7 separate regions of the Mus musculus genome follow, and regions 1, 3, 4, 5, 6 and 7 are each linked to region 2. The links are chromatin contacts, called in public Hi-C, HiChIP or PLAC-seq and promoter capture Hi-C maps. All regions are on one chromosome and are shown on one strand. Each heading gives the region's core, a stretch centred on a gene start, on an enhancer-like site or on the middle of the called end of the contact. The rest is flanking DNA. Distances are from core to core; before and after follow the strand shown.

What was found. Promoter capture Hi-C pulls out the DNA fragments that hold promoters and counts their contacts. HiChIP or PLAC-seq counts read pairs in DNA pulled down with a chosen protein or histone mark. Hi-C and Micro-C count contacts between places; a contact is called where the count stands out from the background.
Region 1: an H3K27ac HiChIP or PLAC-seq map of the NIH/3T3 cell line shows a contact between it and region 2, with 9 times the contacts expected there. The contact joins the enhancer-like site here to the promoter of Plpp3 in region 2. A contact is called at or near these places in 12 of 39 promoter capture datasets (the 3T3-L1 cell line, 3T3-L1-derived adipocytes, the C10 cell line and 7 more), 1 of 15 datasets of contacts at CTCF or cohesin (the NIH/3T3 cell line), 4 of 484 Hi-C or Micro-C datasets (the 3T3-L1 cell line, cumulus cells, embryonic fibroblasts and 1 more), 15 of 115 datasets of contacts at active chromatin or transcription factors (the NIH/3T3 cell line, the SCID.adh cell line, bone marrow-derived macrophages and 12 more) and 1 of 9 other capture datasets (adipose tissue).
Region 3: a contact with region 2 is called in an H3K4me3 HiChIP or PLAC-seq map of craniofacial prominence, with 8 times the contacts expected there. The contact joins the enhancer-like site here to the promoter of Plpp3 in region 2. A contact is called at or near these places in 12 of 39 promoter capture datasets (the 3T3-L1 cell line, 3T3-L1-derived adipocytes, the C10 cell line and 7 more), 4 of 484 Hi-C or Micro-C datasets (MC3T3-E1-derived osteoblasts, embryonic fibroblasts, granulosa cells and 1 more), 15 of 115 datasets of contacts at active chromatin or transcription factors (craniofacial prominence, embryonic basal ganglia, embryonic forebrain and 10 more) and 2 of 9 other capture datasets (embryonic stem cells and pancreatic islet).
Region 4: a Hi-C map of uterus shows a contact between it and region 2, with 6 times the contacts expected there. The contact joins the enhancer-like site here to the promoter of Plpp3 in region 2. A contact is called at or near these places in 21 of 39 promoter capture datasets (the 3T3-L1 cell line, 3T3-L1-derived adipocytes, the C10 cell line and 13 more), 6 of 15 datasets of contacts at CTCF or cohesin (the NIH/3T3 cell line, embryonic stem cells, large pre-B cells and 2 more), 114 of 484 Hi-C or Micro-C datasets (the AML12 cell line, the AtT-20 cell line, B cells and 68 more), 40 of 115 datasets of contacts at active chromatin or transcription factors (the NIH/3T3 cell line, PVALB interneurons, T-cell acute lymphoblastic leukemia and 26 more) and 4 of 9 other capture datasets (adipose tissue, embryonic stem cells, liver and 1 more).
Region 5: a CTCF HiChIP or PLAC-seq map of the NIH/3T3 cell line shows a contact between it and region 2, with 18 read pairs. The contact joins the enhancer-like site here to the promoter of Plpp3 in region 2. A contact is called at or near these places in 17 of 39 promoter capture datasets (the 3T3-L1 cell line, 3T3-L1-derived adipocytes, the C10 cell line and 11 more), 2 of 15 datasets of contacts at CTCF or cohesin (the NIH/3T3 cell line and stem cell-derived epiblast-like cells), 14 of 484 Hi-C or Micro-C datasets (the 3T3-L1 cell line, B cells, CD4 T cells and 7 more), 25 of 115 datasets of contacts at active chromatin or transcription factors (the NIH/3T3 cell line, T-cell acute lymphoblastic leukemia, a colorectal cancer cell line and 14 more) and 1 of 9 other capture datasets (embryonic stem cells).
Region 6: a Hi-C map of uterus shows a contact between it and region 2, with 4 times the contacts expected there. The contact joins the enhancer-like site here to the promoter of Plpp3 in region 2. A contact is called at or near these places in 10 of 39 promoter capture datasets (3T3-L1-derived adipocytes, the C10 cell line, the HPC-7 cell line and 6 more), 2 of 15 datasets of contacts at CTCF or cohesin (pro-B cells and stem cell-derived epiblast-like cells), 23 of 484 Hi-C or Micro-C datasets (the HL-1 cell line, cortical glia, cranial neural crest and 8 more), 15 of 115 datasets of contacts at active chromatin or transcription factors (craniofacial prominence, embryonic forebrain, embryonic hindbrain and 6 more) and 1 of 9 other capture datasets (embryonic stem cells).
Region 7: a promoter capture Hi-C map of the 3T3-L1 cell line shows a contact between it and region 2, with 45 times the contacts expected there. The contact joins the enhancer-like site here to the promoter of Plpp3 in region 2. A contact is called at or near these places in 9 of 39 promoter capture datasets (the 3T3-L1 cell line, the C10 cell line, the HPC-7 cell line and 6 more), 2 of 15 datasets of contacts at CTCF or cohesin (the NIH/3T3 cell line and large pre-B cells), 14 of 115 datasets of contacts at active chromatin or transcription factors (craniofacial prominence, embryonic forebrain, embryonic hindbrain and 7 more) and 2 of 9 other capture datasets (embryonic tail and embryonic trunk).

The regions. Positions count from the first base shown.
Region 1 is chr4:105,813,395-105,816,094 of GRCm38.p6, reverse strand. No RefSeq gene overlaps it. Among named protein-coding and RNA genes, the nearest start is that of Gm29922, 31 kb to the left of the region's middle. Within about 2 kb of position 1,379, at least 3 of the 459 cell types and tissues checked have an H3K27ac peak or open chromatin away from gene starts, as enhancers often do. A contact at or near this core is called in the NIH/3T3 cell line, where this site is marked.
Region 2 is chr4:105,156,079-105,158,778 of GRCm38.p6, reverse strand. Plpp3 (phospholipid phosphatase 3) reads right to left here and starts at 1,432. Exons shown (of 6, transcript NM_080555.2): 1 at 816-1,432. The coding sequence starts at 954. It overlaps Gm29838 (a long non-coding RNA gene), which reads left to right and starts at 2,108. Exons shown (of 2, transcript XR_376486.3): 1 at 2,108-2,700.
Region 3 is chr4:106,128,212-106,130,911 of GRCm38.p6, reverse strand. It overlaps Gm30126 (a long non-coding RNA gene), which reads right to left. Exons shown (of 3, transcript XR_003955087.1): 3 at 2,399-2,700. Among named protein-coding and RNA genes, the nearest start is that of Gm30126, 5.3 kb to the right of the region's middle. Within about 2 kb of position 1,396, at least 28 of the 459 cell types and tissues checked have an H3K27ac peak or open chromatin away from gene starts, as enhancers often do. A contact at or near this core is called in craniofacial prominence, embryonic limb bud and second pharyngeal arch cranial neural crest, where this site is marked.
Region 4 is chr4:105,947,274-105,949,973 of GRCm38.p6, reverse strand. No RefSeq gene overlaps it. Among named protein-coding and RNA genes, the nearest start is that of Gm30266, 100 kb to the left of the region's middle. Within about 2 kb of position 1,378, at least 6 of the 459 cell types and tissues checked have an H3K27ac peak or open chromatin away from gene starts, as enhancers often do. A contact at or near this core is called in adipose tissue and uterus, where this site is marked.
Region 5 is chr4:105,896,922-105,899,621 of GRCm38.p6, reverse strand. No RefSeq gene overlaps it. Among named protein-coding and RNA genes, the nearest start is that of Gm29922, 53 kb to the right of the region's middle. Within about 2 kb of position 1,266, at least 19 of the 459 cell types and tissues checked have an H3K27ac peak or open chromatin away from gene starts, as enhancers often do. A contact at or near this core is called in the NIH/3T3 cell line, fibro-adipogenic progenitors and myocytes, where this site is marked.
Region 6 is chr4:105,721,333-105,724,032 of GRCm38.p6, reverse strand. No RefSeq gene overlaps it. Among named protein-coding and RNA genes, the nearest start is that of Gm29922, 120 kb to the left of the region's middle. Within about 2 kb of position 1,417, at least 4 of the 459 cell types and tissues checked have an H3K27ac peak or open chromatin away from gene starts, as enhancers often do. A contact at or near this core is called in uterus, where this site is marked.
Region 7 is chr4:105,869,524-105,872,223 of GRCm38.p6, reverse strand. No RefSeq gene overlaps it. Among named protein-coding and RNA genes, the nearest start is that of Gm29922, 25 kb to the right of the region's middle. Within about 2 kb of position 1,358, at least 10 of the 459 cell types and tissues checked have an H3K27ac peak or open chromatin away from gene starts, as enhancers often do.

The sequences.
Region 1 (2,700 bases), core at 130-2,629, 660 kb before region 2:
AAGAATTGCACATGGCAAACTTTTCTTTTTCAAAGCTGAGTTTTCAGGTAAAAATCTTTAGGAACTTTTTAAAAAAAATCTTTAAAAAAAGTTTTTCCTTCTATTTTTTAAAATTAAAATTCTAGCATTTCCCCCTTCCGTTTTCTTCCTCCAACCTCTTCCATATACCCATCCTTGCTCACCTTTAAATTCATGGCTCTTTTTCATCAATTGTTGTGTGTAAATTATGTTCTGCACTGGCTGTCAGTAATTTCTGAGACTGAAGATCTTGGAGTGTTTGCCCACTAACAGTAGTTATATTCTGCCCCCACAACCTTGCTAATTTTTCCAAATAAAACTACCTTGTGAGTTCCCCAATACCCTGAAAGGGGTGTCACAATTTTTCCTGCTGGAGTGAGTCTCTGTTTACATTTACTCCAGCCCATCCCTGTTGAACTCATGATGCTGAGGTTCATGATGGAAGGACCAAAAGACCACTATGAATGGTGGCATACAGTGGCAAGAGGTTTCTTGGGATCACTCCATGGTCAAACTACAACATGTTCATGTTAACGAACTGTAGCTTCTAGAGGTCACTAAGCCTTTGATGTGTAAGGGCTCAAAAGACTTTGGGGTCAGAGGATGAAGACCTAGGTTTCATCAATGCACAGATTTGCTCCTTTATATTTAAACGTCCCTGTCTGCTGAGTGTGTATGTTGCTAACAAGTGCCATATAGGATTGTGGGCTGGCCTTATAAAGCAACTTAGCAGGGCTTGGTGGATGAATATGGAAGTTTTCACCATTAAATTGTTTGTTTCTCTATGGGCTATTAAGTTAGGAATTACTGTCTTAGGAAGATAAAAATAATGTCCAATAGGTCACATCACATAGAACTCAAGTTTCCCTGATTGATATGGGGCGTGGGAAGGATTTCTTTTCTCAACATCTAGATTTATTGACTCCAGCCTGCATGCATGTGAAGGGAAACTGTAGATGTGTGCTCATTGTTCCAAACATGTGGAAGGTTTTGAGGCAATCTTCTTCCTTTGTATTCTTAAGGCTCCATATTTCTAGGTAGTGACTTTGTTATAACTACTCAGTACTTTGCTTTGTTCTTTTTAATGCCTTTGTACTCATGAAGAGAAGATTTGAATAAATGTATGCATGCCTGTCCCACTAAGTTTGAGACCATCTCATCCTGACCAGACCTGAGTTAACTCCCAAGGTGAAGGCAGCTGTTTTCCATCATCCTTTGTGCCTCCAAGTCTTTGACTGGGAATTCTATTGTGGTATAAATATCTGAGGAAAAGTGTTCATGATCTTCACTTCCCAGAACCATAAGAGCACCAATTGCGATCACTGTTGGTCCTGGGGGAACAATTTGTGTGTGAGCAACTGATTAGTCAGCTGCTCTGTCCATGTTTACATGAACTTCATGTCAGACAATGCCTCATATCCTATGAGGGGCCTTCCATCTCCATTTGGGGAGTTTCAAGAATTTGGTATCCCACAATAATCTGCCTTCTGCACATGAAAACAGTGGGTAATACTTTCCATCCTTCTCACCAATGAGCCAAAAACTCAAGGTGCAAATAGGATTAGAGTTTTAAGACAGATTCCATCACACTTCATGTAAATATCTTCTCTCCTTCCCCAGGAGAGGAGAACTTGACCCATAACAAAAGAGACTATTCTCTTAGCATCCAAACCTCTGTGACTTTCCAGGTTTAATAGGCTATTTGCCATCTCTAGCATCATTTATCAAACCTCTGCACAGAGCCTCGTGCTCCAATCCTTGTTAGTGGTATTTGTGTAAGACTAATCCAAATGATGGCCCTAAGAGAGGATGCCTCACCAATCAATCAACAACAGAACTTTCAAAATTCACTTAGCAACCACTAAAATGGGGAAAGATATACAATTGCTATGCTAAGAGAGAAAATACAATAAAAAACAATGTTCAATGAAACCCAGCAAAAGTAGAAAGTCAAAATGAAAGAAAGAAAGAAAGAAAGAGAGAGAGAGAGAGAGAGAGAGAGAGAGAGAGAGAGAGAGAGAGAGGGAGGGAGGGAGGGAGGGAGGGAGGGAGGGAGGGAGGAAGGAAGGAAGGAAGGAAGGAAGGAAGAAAAAAGCTAACAGAAAACAGTGAAATAGAATGTGGTAGATATTAACTCAATTGCCCATCATTTTCAATGGGAGTGGTCTAAATGTACCTGTTTATCTTGATTGAATATCACTGGCAAGGTTGCCTTTGGCTGTACTGTCCACACTAAATTTATCTCTTTCATTGAGCCTTATGCTTATAAATAAAAATCCCAAATCTATAACTTTAAACCTACCATTTCATGTAAAACTTATTCAAGTAGTAGTGAAGCATGATCAGATAAAACACATTCACACATGCACATGTGCACAGACAAACACACACACAGATGCAGACAGACAAACAGAATAAATTTAATTTTTATTTATTAAAATGAAAACATAGGTAGTCTAGTTTTCCATGGGAGAGAGTGGTCTCCTTTCAAAGAGTTGTTTACCCTGCTGTTGAGTAGTGACCATGGGTTTCTAACCGAGCAGGGTAAGCTCTGTTCTATAGGATTTCTCAAGTTTTCGAGTAGCGTAACTGAGAGAGGCCTGGCAACCATGCACTTAACAGAAACAAAGAATCTAGGGACAAACCTGGACACAACTAGACAGTATTGGAATGACTAATCTT
Region 2 (2,700 bases), core at 183-2,682:
TGTCAATTGCTCCCCCCCCCCCCCCGTTTAATAAATCCTTTTTCTCCCACTTCAATTCCTGAGCCTCCCACCGCTCTTTCAGCTGAAACTTGCATCTGTTCTAATAGTTGAGCTAGCGCCTCAACTTTGAGGGAGTGTAGCTCCACTGTGGCCCCCAAGCAAGACTGTGGCAGGCAGCCTTTCTTTCAGTGGCCTCCCGGCACAAGTCAGGGAGTGAGCTAGTTTAAAGCTGATGCCCGGGAAGCGGCCTATCAACTGGCACACAGTAGGCGCTCAACAAGTGATGTGCTCCTCGCTGCCCAGCACCTGGCCCGGTAGAGCCGCGTTCCACCCTCTGGGGCTTTCAGCCAAGCGAGTAGCGAGTGACAAGGCCGGCTAGCGCGACTGGCCCTGCAAGGCAGCGCGACGGAAGGGGTGGATGTTTACATGCAGCCGGGACGAGCAGCGCCACTCCGGCAGGAGCCTGCCTTGCTCGGAGACCGAGATGGGTCTCACTCGCATCTGACTCGGATACAGAGCAGAGAGCCACAGGTTTCCTCCATATCTTGGAGCTCGAGCTCACACCTTCCGAGGTGCTGGGCCGGACTCCCAGCTGGAGATCACCCCTAAGGAGGTGGTTCCAGCTGCCGCGAAAGCACAAGCACGCCCCAACTTGAATTCGCAGGCCGGGGATTGGGGGTCCGGGAGGGCGGGGAGCTCGCGGCCAGCACGGCGCCCGGGGGTGGGGGAGATGGCTGCGGGACCCTGGGGGCTGACAGCGCAGCGGGGCCCGGGGCCCGGAAGGGGTTGGGTGGGACCCGTGGGACTGCGCTCACCCATGAAGAGGCAGAAGAGGTCCAGGCAGATGAGCAGCACCCGCTTGCTGCCGCCCTTCCTCGGGTTGTTGTTGAGCGCCGGGCTGCCGCCGTTCTTACTCTCAGGGACGATCGCCTTGTCGTACTTGTAGCTTTGCATGGCGCTGGCTGCGGGGAGCCTCCCGGGGCGATGCGGGCCGCCGCTGCTCAGGAGCGGGTATGCGGGCTCGGGACGCGGCGGCGAGAGTGCAGCCCGGCGGAGTAGTTCCAACTGCAGACGCGGGTAGGTTTCCCCTCTGGGCGCCTCTGCTTTCCTCTCAACCCCAAACTGTTCGCTAGTCCAAGGGGAAGAGAGCCAAATCCCGAGCAGGAACTTTTGCAGAACTGTGCTGCCCCGGACGCGTCCGGCTGGCGTGCGTCTGCGTGCTGGAGTTTGCGAGTGGGCAGCGTCGGCGTCCCGCCACGATCCTCCGCAGCTACTTAATGAATGGAGCAGCGCGGAGCCCTGCAACTCCGCAGCGTCCTGCAGCTAGCTCTCCTCAGCGTCTGCCCAACTCCAACTCTGCCTCCTCCTCCTGCTCCTCCTCCTCCTGCTGCTGCCGCCCGGGCTGCCGCTGTGATCGCTCGGTTTGTTTTCTGAGCTTATATTTCACGAGCGCCTTTAAAAAGCGAGGGGGGAGGAGAAGGACCTCCTTACTTGGCTCCAACAAGATTCAGAAAGCACAGCCCCTTCCTTAAGCTGCCTAAAACGTAGGATAATTAAGGCCACATTTCCCCCACCCCTTTTCCAAAAAAAAAAAAAAAAAAAAAATCGTAAAAGAAAAAGTTGTTCTCAAACCAGAGAATCAGGGAGCCCCTAGCGTTCAGAAACTCCAAAGCATCACAAAAGGGGAGGAAAAAAAACATATAAATAAAATTTTTTTTTCTTGCTGGCCTTTGATTAGAGGTGGGGAGAGGATCGGTGGGAGGTCTATAATACTAAAATGCTTTCTTTATTTACTTGTTTATTTATTTACAAATTTCAGCCTTGAATTGGATTATCCTAAAAATTCAATTTTCAAGGAAAGCTAGGTTGGTTGTTGTTTTGCTTTTAACGCTCAGCACCGGATAATTGTGCTAGATTCCGAAGATCCTACGGTGTAAAAGACTCCGGGCTGGGCGGTGGTGGCGCACTCCTTTAATCCCAGCACTTGAGAGGCAGAGGCAGGCGGATTTCTGAGTTCAAGGTCAACCTAGTCTACCGAGTGAGTTCCAGGACAGCCAGGACTACACAGAAAAACCCTGTCTCGAACCTCCCCTCCACCCCCCCCCCCCCCGAAAAAAAAAGAGACTCCAGAGCCAGACCCCCTGTTCTAGAATCCTATGTCTCTGTGCCTTAATTTCCCCGCGAGTAAACTACAGACACCAAAATATTTCTCCCCAGGCAGTCATGGTGGAGATATAATTGATTCTTTCTCATGTGCTTCTGCAGCAAAGCTTGCACAACAGAGGAGCTCGGTGAGTTGAGCCAATACTACTAGTTCTGAACGTGGGTAACCAAAGCCAAGCCTGCCCGCCTCTTTCCTAGTCCAGCTGGCCTCCGGCATACCTGAGCATTATTGGCCTTGACTTTCAAGGAATCTGATGTTTCCCTTTGAATACTTTTTATATGGTTTTATATGATTTTTAAAGTTGATTACTTTTTTATGAGCTGGTTTTTTGTTTTTTGTTTTTTTTTCCTTCAAGAGAATCAACACTTGAAGGGTCAGGACCCTCCCTTACATTTTCCTTAGTATCAAGCTTGGAGCACAGTACATAGCATACAAATGCACATTTCTTCCAAGGGTCTTTATAATACAGAGGTGGAAATGGCTCAATGGTTCTAGCATTGTTGTTTGTTTGTTTGTTTGAGACAGGGTCTCTCTCT
Region 3 (2,700 bases), core at 147-2,646, 970 kb before region 2:
TCTGCTGCCTAGGCCAAGACAATCAGATTCAACTTCAGATTGCTCTCTGACAGAGGTGTCTTGGAGACAGATGGATCATGCAACCACTGTGATCAACTTTCCAGAGCAACAGGAGGAAAGATGGGGAAGATAGTGATGTAACATTCACAACAGTCGCCTAAAACAGACTATGCACTAGGTTCCTCTTCAGTAGACTCTTGAGAGCCAGACAGAAGTGTAAGTCACTTAATAGGGCAATGTCCCCAGGAGATGACCTTGGGGAAGTGGCACGGTGAAGGAAATCTCCATGATATGTGTCTTCAAACATGCTATCCAGTGAGTCACACTGACTGCGATGTTTTGTGTGTGTGTGTGTGTGTGTGTGTGTGTGTGTGTATAGACTGACCAACTATGCCATTTTTCCTAGAACTGAGGGGTTTGCTGGGATGAGAGGCTAGGGAAGGCCCGGGCAACTGGGATGCAGGGTCGTTAATGTGGGATGCCTGCATGAAGCTGCCTCAGCTAGGAGGTGTGAAGAGGAGACTGGCCTATCCACCAGCTCCCCATCTTTGATTGGTGATGGTACAGTTTCTCCTGAGTGGAGACCTGCTTTGCCTTGGAGCTCTTGAGAAGAGCTCTGGCTCTGGGTTGCAACCTGCTGCTGCTGCTGCTGCTGCTGCTGCTGCTGCTGCTGCTGCTGCTGCTGCTGGTGAGACTGAGTTTCTGTGAGGAGGCAGCAGGTGAAGATGCATCTTGTCACCTTGCCCTTCTACTTTCCCCCTCACCCACTACGCCCTCCATTCTCTCACCCTGTGCTCCTACCTCCTGAGTAAAGGGTCAACATTTAATCTCTGCCTCTCCCTCTGCTTTTGAGAAGACTGACTAATTCAGCCTGGAGCTTTTGTAGCCCAAGCGCATGAGTTTCAGTTCCTCAGCTGACTTCAGTTGCTTTAGATAGCTTATTTCTCTTGTGTGGGCCTCAGTTTCTCCACCTCCAAATGAGGAGTCAGAAGGGTATGTAGGGTCTTGGTACCTACTCAGTGCTCATGTCCTCTGAAACTGTAAGAGTCCCTCAAAAGACCCCCAAACACTCCCTGTTAACTCATAAGCCACAAGCCCCTTTCAATTTCGTGGTATGTTTTCCCCCCATCACTGTTAATGAATCTTGGTTTTCTAGGCAATTTTTATTTAAAAGAAAAAGGGAAGAGAGGGTAAAAGCAGGTTTGGAAACTCACAGTCTCTATGCCTGGAGGATATTTTCCTAAAACATCCCCCCACCCCAAATATGTGGGCGGAGCTTAGTTTGCAAGGAAATTCAGTTGGTCCAAAATGGCCTTTGAAACTAAAGACTGTGGCAGAGTTCAAGGAGAGGCATGAAGTGACGGGGGATAACCAGTTCCATATGAGTCACTGGATATGATATTCCTGCTTGCTCTAGTCCGTTCTGGGCAAGACCGCATGCTCGATGTGTGTTAACAGATGTGTGCTTAGCCTTAATGGGATTTTTAGAAGGGTCACGAATTCCCCTAAAGAGTGCTTACCCAACTCAGCTCTCTGACGGTCATGAGAAGCCACACAAAATTCCACTCTCTGGTCACTCCCAGGCCTTAGAGGTTTTGCTCCTTCCTGTGATGAACAGTTCGGAGAAGTCAGCAGTGACAAGGGAGACTATCTGAGCAAAGTCACTGCTGCTCATTAACATAGCACAGGAACTCATTTCACACAAAAGATGCTCAGGAAGTCATTCCAGGCTGCACAGTGACGAGGAGACATGGGGTGTAAGTCCCTAAGTCCATGCTCTGGTCACTGTGTGATATTGGAGGGGGCACTGAGACCCAAGCAGGGATCTGGACCAAAAGCCCCACAGACCTCTTCTGATTTCATGGCTTAGCAAATGTTTACTTCTTTGGATAAAGAATTAAACAGGGATTATGGTCCTGGTCCTGTGGTAGCGAAGATGAGTTGCATATGGCTACTGATACATGCAGGAACTGACACTGCCTGAGGAAGATAAGACACACTGTGGATTGCTGCTTGACATTCTAAATACAGATCATTGCACATCTCTCCTGACCTCTGTGGCAAGCAGTCAGGAGAGATGACAGGGTCATGGGGAGGCAGGCTAGTATCCTCAAGGGTCTTGGCTCTTGGGTTATGTCATGGTTAGAAATTTGGCTCTGCTAATCAGAAATGAGACCTTGGGCAAGTAACTAAACCTCCGTGACCCTCAGCTTTCAGGAAGACAAGGCTGACTGTGCAGGTCACATAAGATGTGATAGCATCTAAACACAGAGGAAAGGAACATGCTACCATGAATGAAGTTACAAGATTATGAATAGTTTATTGAAACATTTTTTTCTACACAGGAACACAAAAATACACACACACACAACCTTTTCTTCTCCCCCAGAATTGTGAGTTCTACAATTAGCAGTAGAACTGATTTTGTTTTTTGTTTTTGTGGGAGAGTTCTTCATCACTTAAGAAAAATATTTAAGTGGAGTCTCAGCCTCAGGAACCCAGGACCAGATGCTGTTTCAGAAGGAGAGTTTGAGGCAAAGAGATGATGTTACACTGCTGTGCATGGTCAGCTCAAAGTGCTGTGCCCCTGGGTATCATTGAGTCAGTCCCCAGTGTCTGTGTCAGAGACGGGTTACCTGCTCACCAATCTGCATCCCTCAACTCTGGGAACACATCCTCTTTTGCTAGCTTGTATGGAGT
Region 4 (2,700 bases), core at 129-2,628, 790 kb before region 2:
AAGTACTTCTAGAACTCTCTACGGTATGTGGAACCTGACTTCAGAGTCAGAAGGGTCACACTGTTGGGAGTCTGATCTCCTACTTGTGTTAGAAGACTTGAGGCCAAAGCATGTTCTTAAACTCACTTAAGTACAGCTTAGGCTATAGCTTCTTCACTCTGAGCCTCAGTTTCCCTACCTCAATACTGAGTGTGATAATGTTGTATAACTCTCAGGCCATTTTTTTTTCTTGGAAGACTTTGTTACGATGTGTGTGAGGTTACCTAGCACTAACTTGACCTGTCAGGTTTTCACAGTTTCATGGACGCACTTGTTCAATGTGAGATACAAAAGACTTCCAACAAGCACTGGCCAGGAAATTTACTTACATACATCTTCTCTGCTCACTAATCAATATGTGCAAATGGTAAGAGGTTAGACAGGGAGCGAGTGATAGATTCTTTCCAGGTAGTCATAGGAGAGCCTCTAGAAGGGGAAATATCGAAGAATAAGTTTTAAAAGATGAAACAGAACTTTCTAGGTGAGAAATTAGGGTAATTTTAGAGAAATATAGTACCAGGAGCATATACATGAAGGCATGAGCATGTACGGTTGTGTGAAAATTAAAGTAAGCAATTTAATACGCACAGTAGAAGCTGGGGTGGAGGATGGTCAGAGTGAGGAATTAACAAATGAGGTGTGGGCCAGTCCAGAGATCACTGCAAGAGCAAGAAGTTTAGGAGTGGCCATTCACCCTGAGCCAGAACTCAGAGGCTGGTGGCTTGGAGATGCACTTGGCCTGTCTCACGTGGTGCCTTAATGTAGGTGTGGCACGCAGTCTACAACTCTGCCTTCTGCTGTCTTCCAGCCTTGTCTCTTCTCTGTCATGCTGCTTCCCTTCTCTGTAGCTGTCTCCTGGAGTAGGAAGGCTTTTGGGTTTAAGAGGTTGGGTGCAGAACTCAGACAAGTTGGATGTGAGTTGCAGACCGATGGGGTGGCTACCTCCACAAGGGTTAGAGCAGGAATATTGGCAGGAGAGAATCCTATAAAGAGATAGTTGTGAGAGATCAGTCTGTCTGAGAGATGCCAAGCTCCTGATCTGAGGCAGATCTGAGAATTCCTGTTGGCACAGAATCCACAGGACTCAGGATAAATTTGGGTAATGAGACTAAGAAAGAAGAATCAGACTAAAGAGCTTGAAAAGACCAACTGTCTCAGGACTGGTGTCCCTTGAGTCCTTCCTGGTGCCTGACACAACATGGAACCTCAATAAATAATTCCTGAGTAAGTAGCGAATGTAAGAGGAAGTTCCGACAGTTTCCAAGACTCTAACCTTAAAAGGAGCACAGACTCCACAGTTCTGGCTTGAGTGTGAGCAGCACAGCCCGGATGATAATGAAGTTTTGACTCCCATTTTCAAGTCACACCCAATCTCCATGATCCAAATAGCCCATGGAAGCCTAGAGCAGGAACTTGGCTGGCTCCTGAGATGCATAAATTAGAAGTACTAGCTAGGGGGAATGCTGTCTGCCATCTCCCTTAAGAGACCTGGGCTGAAGAAGTGCAAACAGTGAGTTCCTTAACTTTGGGAGATAAAAGTTAGAGGCTGTCCAAATCTGAAGCTTCTAGAAGGCTGGGCGCCTCCAGGCGCAGCCCTCTCATCATTGAAGCAATAACAAAGATATTACCAGCAAAATAAATAAGGGCTCTGTGGATTGAAGAGATAATAATTCTGCTGGCCAAATATGAAAATATCAAAGGTCCAGGAAAGGATACAGTTATGAGCTTTGATGTGCAACCATAAAGGCCCATTTTATGCTCTAGCCAGGAGTATTTCAGGGCAAAGATGGAATGATATTTTATGCTGCCTCTGAGGCATAAAGGACACTTTATGAGTGAAGGGAAGCCAACTTCTCAGATGGCTGCAGACTGGCAGGTCCCTAGTTTGAAATCTAAACACCAACTCAGATTCCAAAACAAAATTCCTCCCTGTGCCCCTTGCTCGGGAGAGATCGGCTTGGGTTGTCAGAGTCAATAGAGTAGGAGGTCTACCCCAGGGTGAGGCTGATCAACCCCAGTGGTTCCAATTGCAGCAGGGCCCAGGGACTCTAGAGATGCAGAAGGACTCATACTTGCCAATGTGTGAAGGGCAGGGAAGGCATCAGATTGCTAAACTGGGAAGAAAATGGTGGAGTATGAAGTCCTCCAAGAGTGCTTGCTTACTGAGTGAAGGGTCACTTAAGGAAAGTTTTGTCCTCTTCAGATTTCTGCTCAACAGTTTCTCCCTGGCAGAGATCATCATGCCATGGTCCTTCACTGTTTCAATTTGTCTTTATTACCATGATACAGGGGATCCACACAAGCACCTTGTTGTGCTGTTGTTATCTCACTTGTAGACGAACATTTCTGGGTGGACACAGCCATGGAATTTTCTTTGCAGTAGAACATCACCAGACACACAGAAGTGGCCTTATAAACAACTGTTGAATGAATTGATGAAGCCTGTCATCTTTTTCTGTTGTTCTTTTTCAGTACTAGAACTTGAACCCAGGGCCTTGTATATGTCAGGCAAATACTCTGCCACCGAGCCATTTCTCGAGCCCTACTAAGGCCCCTAAGTTATGCTAAGAGATCTGGCATATGGTTCAGGGTTGCTCTTCTTTTTCCAGGGCTCACGTGGTAGTGGACAAGACTGTTAAAGTTGATATAAAGCCTTATATA
Region 5 (2,700 bases), core at 17-2,516, 740 kb before region 2:
AGGCAGACAAAGAAATGCAGAGGCTTCTAAACTCAACCAGTAAGGTGTCAAGGATGTCAACTGATCCCAGGAATGTCCTCACAAGAACACAGATATAGGCTCAAGGCGTGAAGCAAAGCACAAGGAGTGGCAGATCACAGGTGTTTGGCCACATCTTCATGTAATTCGCTTATGATTTTGGGGTCTACTTGAGCCCCATGTCCTATCATCTTCCAGACTGTGAAACCCCAACATTATGGCCTGGTAGAGTAGACATTTGGTTTGTGATAACCCTCCAGCTCTCATGGTAATGTGGACATGGTTAAGGGGCCTAGCAAACACATAAGTAGATGCTCACAGTCAGCTATTGGATGGAGCACAGCGCCCCCAATGGAGGAGCTAGAGAAACTATCCAAGGAGCTAAAGAGATCTGCAACCCTGTAGGTGCAACAACATTATGAACTAACCAGTAGCCCGGCGCTCTTGACTCTAGCTGCATATGTATCAAAAGATGGCCTAGTCGGCCATCGCTGGAAAGAGAGGCCCATTGGACTTGCAAACTTTATATGCCCCAGTACAGGGGAATGCCAGGGCCAAAAAAATGGGAATGGGTGGGTAGGGAAGTGGAGGGGAGGGTATGGGGGACTTTTGGGATAGCATTGGAAATGTAATTGAGGAAAATATGTAATAATAAAAATATTAGAAAAAAAAACAGTAACAAGCCTGAGAGATAGAGATGGAGAGAAAGGGACAAGGGGGAGAATGGTTTGAAAGGAGTAGGCATGATACCCCCAGGGAGAAGTAGAGGCAAGTTCAGGAGCACTGGTCCAAGACAGATGAAGCCAATAGGAATGATAGAATCATTGAGTTACAATCTTGGGTGGGATAATAAGACACATTAAAATGTGTTGAGTGTGGAGAGGCTATTAGAAGTAGTATTTATGTTATTCAGAGAACAGCTGTAGACAGCATTTGGTGGTCAGAGGAACCTGCTAGTGGACATACCACTTGGTCTGTGATGAGGCTTGAAGGAATGAGAAAGGGATGTAGAAAAGCCATTGAGGGAAAAGGCCAAAATCCTGCAAATAATGCAACTTGGCTCCTGAGTTTGATTCACTATGGAGGAATTCACCCAAGGCCATTGGCCAACTGGAAGAGCCCAAAGGTCAAGGGCTGCACATTTTTTCATAGAGTTTCTCATTTATTTGAGCTTAAATGAGGCTAAATTCTTAGGGGAAATGAGCACATGCTAAGCATCTCCAAAACCAGGAGGCTTCATAGCCAGGAAACTACGTTGGTCCGATAGTAATACCAATGACTAATACAATACTCTTAGGTCTCCTGTGGTCTGAGTCCCAGGAATCCGAGCTGGCAACAACACAAATAGATGAAGGCAATTATGCAAGAGGTACCTCTGTGACTATCCCTAGAAAAATGATGAGAGGAGTTCCCACTGCAGTGGCCTTATCCACCTATTAGATAGATGTAAATTATCCTGTATGTGGTTAGTCTGGGCTACATCGTAACGATAGCTCTTTAACCACCAACCCCTCTTACTGGTTCTCCAAACACCTTGCTTTATCTTTTTGATTTACCTTTGCTGGGTCCAGACTCAGGACAAGTCATTTTGTAAGGATCCTATTGACCTTTTTAGTTCCAGATAGAAGTTTCTGCTACTGGAATGCTCCATCTTCCCTTGTTCTCCACAGCAACTGGGAATGCTTAATTGTCATAGTTGGGACCTTACAAAGAAACATGAATGGACTTGTTTTCCCCCCTTTATCTGACTGGACTTTCAAATAGAAAATTCAATATAATTGAGTTTGCAGATAGGAATTCCTAAGCTTCTACCACTGGGCCTTCTTGGCCAAAGGACGATCAGCCTATTGTGATAGGGAAATCATGGTGGCAGGAGCTTGAGACAGCTGGTTATATAGCATCCACAGTGACGAATGATGATGTTCAGCCAGCTTTTCCATTTTTATCCAGTCTAGGAATGCAACCCCATGGAATGGTGCAGACTACAGGAATAGTCTTCCCATTCAATTTACTTAATCTAGTTATTAATGGCTTTCAAGTATGCCCAGATCCTAGGTGATTCTAGATCTTGTCAGGTTGACAATCGATATTAACTATCACACTACAAAACGCGAGCTTGCTGGATATCTTAGAAAATGATCTCTTTGGTTGGCTTTTTTCCCCAATATCTTTTACAGGTGCAATATTAGAAGGAATATAAGTTACAGAGGTAAACACAAGTGGATTCAAATCCAAGGTCTACCAGTTGGTTTGTTCTTAATTCATTTAACATCTTTGAGATGACTTATTCTTTTACAAAATTCAGTGATTAATACTGATACTAGTGGGTTATTGTAAGGACTCGGGGGCCCAGTCTACATAAATCCAGCTCAGCTGGATGTCTCAACACTTACTATGTGCCATTTTGACACTAGTGCACATGGAGGATTCACTGCAAATTATTTTGAAAGTCAGGGAAAGTAGAAGTATGGTCTTGGGTAAATGTACCTTCTTCCTAGTTAGAAGATGAAGGAAGAGAGATGCAAATGGCTGGGCAATTCTGGTCTGCTCTGGATCTCTCAGGTACCTAGTAGGCTTAGTTCAGTCCATTTTAGAGTCAGTCAAAGCAAAGCAAAGCAAAGCAAAGCAAAGCAAAGCAAAGCAAAGCAAAGCAAAGCAAAGCAAAGCAAAGCAAAGCAAAGC
Region 6 (2,700 bases), core at 168-2,667, 570 kb before region 2:
GACACCACACACACACACACACACACACACACACACACACACACACACACACACGGAATATATCATATAAGTGAAATATATGGAATATATATAAATATAGATATTGAGATTGACACATTAAATTGGACACATTAATATGAACACTTGGAGGACTGAAGACAGTGATTCACTGGGGAGAATTATCCTCATTATCCTCGGTATCTGTATAACCTCATAGACAAACAAATATTTTAGAATTAATATGATACATATTTAATTATCTTTCCCACTTTTCATTGTTTGCTTCCTGGGGTTTGTATATACATGTCCTATGCCTATCTGATCATGCCATGAGACACTATGACCACTGTGGTGACAAAGACTATACAAAAGCTATATGTTTCCTAAATTCCTCCTATTGTTGCCCACTAAGTGAGATATTTAACTGAGGCATTCTCACTATGTACAGTGATTGACTACAAATTGGCTTGAATTCATGACAACAAAGACAAGGTCAGTCTAAATTCTACTTTGAAAAGTTCAATTTCCCTAGAGCAATTCACTTTAGAAAACTAATTATTCCAGTATTATAGATGAACCCCAACGAAAGGCATTTGGTGGAAATCACTTACACTCTTCTTGGACATGTGCTGTCAGAATTTACTAACATGCAGTGGGAAGTGAATGAACAAGGCCACCGCCTGCTAGTCCAGCCATCTGGTATACCTTGCCTGAGCTTTATGTGGCTATCTGTAAAACAGGGCAGACTGTCATGTCATGATCCATAAAGTTCCACAATGTTCTAAAAATGGAGCTCAGCATCATCATTAAGTGTTGCTTACATAGTTAACCTGTGAATTCCTAAAAATTTAGATATGGGTACCAGTCAGGCATGGGCCATTACTATTGTCCCGACACATGCCACCTGTAGGGAGTTAGAGAAGCTTTGAGGGTTGGGTGGGAGAGGTTTCCATTTAGACAGGTTTTAAGTCTGGATGTCTGCATCTTTTAACTTCCAACCAACAGATAAGTAACTTCATTTCTCTGGACCTATTTCTATCACATGTATAAAATTCTTATTTTACTGGTCCATGGAGTTTAAAAAGATGGTCGATATTTTCCAAGCCTTGCCATCCCTTTAACCCTCTTTCCTGATCAACTTCTCCTTTTGATCAATAATATGTTATTCTTTCTAATAAAGAGATCTAGGGAGTATGTTTTCAACAATTTTTATGAAAGACATTTATTAGGCCATAAAAAAGCAATGTTAACATTTTTACCCACTTGCTGGGACATGAAGTTCTACGATTCCTTTTTATGGGGAAGCTTGTTTTTCTTCATTTTTCACTCTTCTCCTGTACTCGAAGTTAGCCCAAATATGGTAACAGTAAGTCATTCAGACTGGGTTAATGCACGTCCTCGTAGGTTAGATACTCCTCAGTCCCCTTGTTCATCTGTGTGATGGGAATTAGCCAGCTCATCCTTTGAATCATTGCTTGGCCCATAAAACTGCTTGGGACTTTAATCCCATCTCTGGGTTTTTGACCTTTTAAATCTCCCACTCCAGAGATGATCAGGGCTCTGCTGGGTTTTGTGGAACAGCCAACAATGTTTTTCAACTCTGCTTAACTGTGCTCGCCTCTGCCCTTCCCTCTGAGTCTTTGCAGCTTCTCTTCCATTGCAAGCCACAGGCTGCAAGGATTATTTTTCCCTCTTCCATGCCTAGCAACTACCATCTGCACTTGTCCCTTTGATCCATCTTGGTGAGCACACCTTGGTGGCCTGGGGACAGTGATTCTATGAGGATGGCTGAGCTTTTATGAGTCCAGTTAAGGTCATGAGGTGCCCTCCCAATCAACAAGGCTTATTTTTAAAAAAAAATAGATCTTTGAAATTTTTTTTATAAATCTCATAAAATACTGCAAGCATAGAGATTTTGGCTGCTTCATCCTTTCTTCTTCTACACTGGTCCACCAAAAACCTCAAAGGCCACAGCTGACCTTTGTCTTTAAAGAATGTATCAGTAACGGACATACTCTTTGATATCTTGAGAGCAGATGTTGGCTAAATCAGTATGTGGAGAATTTCACAGGGGGTGTAGCTCAGTAGATACCCAGCCAGGGGGTATTTGATTCCAGGAGAATGCCAAATGGCTTGGGGTGATTGATAACAAGAGGTCATGGAAGGAGAGAACTGTTTTACTATTCCATGAATAATTATCTTGGCTCATCTGTCAGTATGGTACTGGTCTTTAACACCTGTCTGAATATGGGGATTAATCCCAGGATCCTCCTAATTCATTAGGCAAGTACTTTACCACCAAGCTGCATAATAGCCTTCCAACCTCCACCCCCTACCACCCCCACCCCATTTCGGAGTAGAGGATACATAAAGAACACCTCCAACTCCAGCACCAGGCAGCGGTGCATTAGCGAGCGATGTTATTTTCTTTGTAATTTTGTGGTTGTCTTTGCCATTCATGATTCTTTATGGACATGCTAATCTTCTCCCCATGAGAGCTATATAAAGTGTCCTTGTAAAACACACTTATGTGATTAAAATGATTACGCATGTTAAAAGAAAGCATAAAAAATGCCGATGTAACTGGTATAAACATGCATCAACAAACTCACAAAAGTGATACACACATAATTAGAATTGGGAAATCTAATTAGTTGAATGAGAGTGATGCTTTAAACTTTCTATTGACATTTTGAATTA
Region 7 (2,700 bases), core at 109-2,608, 710 kb before region 2:
ACTTTGTCCTCTGATCAAACATGCATTTTAATGTCCTTTTCAATTATCCCCATTGCTATGGAAGTGATTCTCCTAAGATATAAATTGGATAACACTGTTGTAGTGCTCTGAAATTGATGTGTGCAGAGAGAATGTTTATGTCTCCCTAAATCTCCCTAAGAGGTATGTGGGGGCTTCTGTTGGTGTTCAGGAACAAAGGAGACACTTGTGAATGGAATTAGTGCCCTAGGAAAAGACTCGGAAGCCCCTTGCCTTCTACATGGTGTGAGGGCACAACTGGTGCTGGAGAAATGCCTCAGATGTTAACAACACTCATTGCTTCTGCAGAGGACCCTCATTCAGTTACCAGCACCGTACAGGGTGGCTTTTAGCTATTGAAAATATAAGTCCAGTTCCAGGGGATATGACTTCCTCTTCTTACCTTCAAGGCCACCAGATGTGAATGTGATTCACAGACATAGGTGCAGGCAAAACACTCATATATATAAAATAAAATAAATACATCTAAAAAATCCAAATAAAAAAGAAGATATCTACCTACACATTTAGAAATGATCTTGAAAGAGCCATGAATCCATCAGTGCTTTCCTTTTGGACTTTTATTGCCTACAGAACCAAGAGACATGTTCTACCAAATAGACTGTATTATTGCTATAGGCAGCATGTGGGGACAGCAAACTCTTCATAAGGGTGTGTGGTCCTTTGTGTCTGGGTATTGTTAAAAGTCTAGGTAGGCCAGATCACCCTTTGTCTGTGAGAAGCAGAACCAACGGGCAGAGGAAGTTTTTTCCGGAAGGAAATAAATTCCCTATGATGGCTATTCTCCTTGGTCAATTTGACTACAGGTGGAATTAACTAAAGCCCACAAGGGATGGTTTCTTAATTAAATTATTTGAAATGGGAAGCCCATTTTTAATCTAGGTCTTTTGAGGTGAGAAGATCTATCTTTTACCCAGATCTTTCAGGGTGAGAAGATCCACCATTAATCTAGACCATATCTTCTGCTGGCAACCTATAATGAAGGATGCTGAAAAAGGAAGCTTGCCCTCTTTGCCTGCCTACTCTCACTGGCAAGTTCATTCCTTTACTGACACTCGTGCTTACTTCTTCAGGATTCCAGCATATATTAAAGACCAGCTGAAACATCCAGTCTTGTAGACTGAACAAGTACTGGATGCTTGAACCTCCCATCAGTAGGCAGCTGTTGTTTTACTAGCTGGACTACATCCTGCAAACGATTCTAACAACCCCTGCAAGTTCTGTCTTTCTAGCATTGCTTTTCTAGAGAACCCTGACTAATACAACATTCCTAACAGCAAATGGCACATCTTTCTGTGCTGACCTGCCCTAGCCTGTGGAATGTGCATAGTACCGTGTCCACTGAGCCTTGCGCATGAGGCTTTCTCCTGGGACCTTTCAGCAGTGTAGGGCAGAGGCACACACATCCTTTCTGTGCCTCTCCATTAACATTCTGGAAGTAACTTCTCACACAGCACCCTGCTTCCTGTAGGCCTCAGCCCAGCTCAGTTTGGTCAGGAGTCAGAACACTTCCTGTGTCTTGCACTGCATGTGGAAGGAGCTCTCATTCACAATATTTCTTTCCATCATTACAGCTCATTATAGTTTGTTACAGTTCGTTATAGAACATTTTATCCTCTTCCCTAGACAGAACCCAGGCCTATCTTTTCTTATCTCTGTTCCAAAAGCCTGTTACTGAATGAATAAACAACTGTGCTACTCTTCAGGCCTAGCTCGTGCAGTGTCCCATCTGTTCCATCTCCCCTGGCCCACTGATCTTAGGAGAGGGTAGGGAGATGGCAGTTCTAGACTCTCAACTGGAATATTTACCTATTCACCTCAGCAATGTCTTTCTAAGAGGAGCTCACTCCTGGGGTATAAACAGCCTTTAACTTTTGGGTGCATAGAACGAGTTTTCATAGAACTAGGCTGTACCGTTCCCAGGCAGGCCAGATGATTGCATCCTACCTAGTATAATAAGCTGGTATCAATTTGGTAATATCAAACTGGGGCACCTGTGAGAGCATTCAAGCAATTAAACTTAAATATTTGCAGGTGGGTTAGCATTTTGTCAGTCTGTAATTATTTCTGTTGAAAAACTGATTTCAAAATCAAAATTCTAAGAAAAGAAGAATAAAATCTCTTGAACTTGAAATCTCTTCAGTGGTTATGTGTCTATTATCATAGTTTTATTACAGTTAGTTATTTTAGTGTGTGTGTGTGTGTGTGAGAGAGAGAGAGAAAGAGAGAGAGAGAGAGAGAGAGAGAGAGAGAGAGAGAGAGAGAGAGAGAGAGAGAGAGAGAGAGAACATATATAGATGTCAGAGAACAACTTGGAGAAGTTGGTCTTTTTCCTTATACTATGTGGACACCAAGGAGTGAATTCAGGCTGTCAGGCTTGGCAGCGAGTGCCTTTACCCACTGATCCACTTTGCTGGTCCTTATATGTATCCTAGAAACTACACATGATAATTAAATTAACATACTTTAATCAGTTTCCTCATTGTAAGCGTATTTATTTGTACTTATTACTTTTCAATATGGTCTTATTTTTCTATAAAACAAGCCATATTTTCCAAGTTGTACTTTTAAAATAAATTTAATTTCACATCTTAAAAAGCTATTCATATTTTAATTGGGAAAGTTGTTCCTATGTGTATTTCACTAATCATAAGCTTCTGA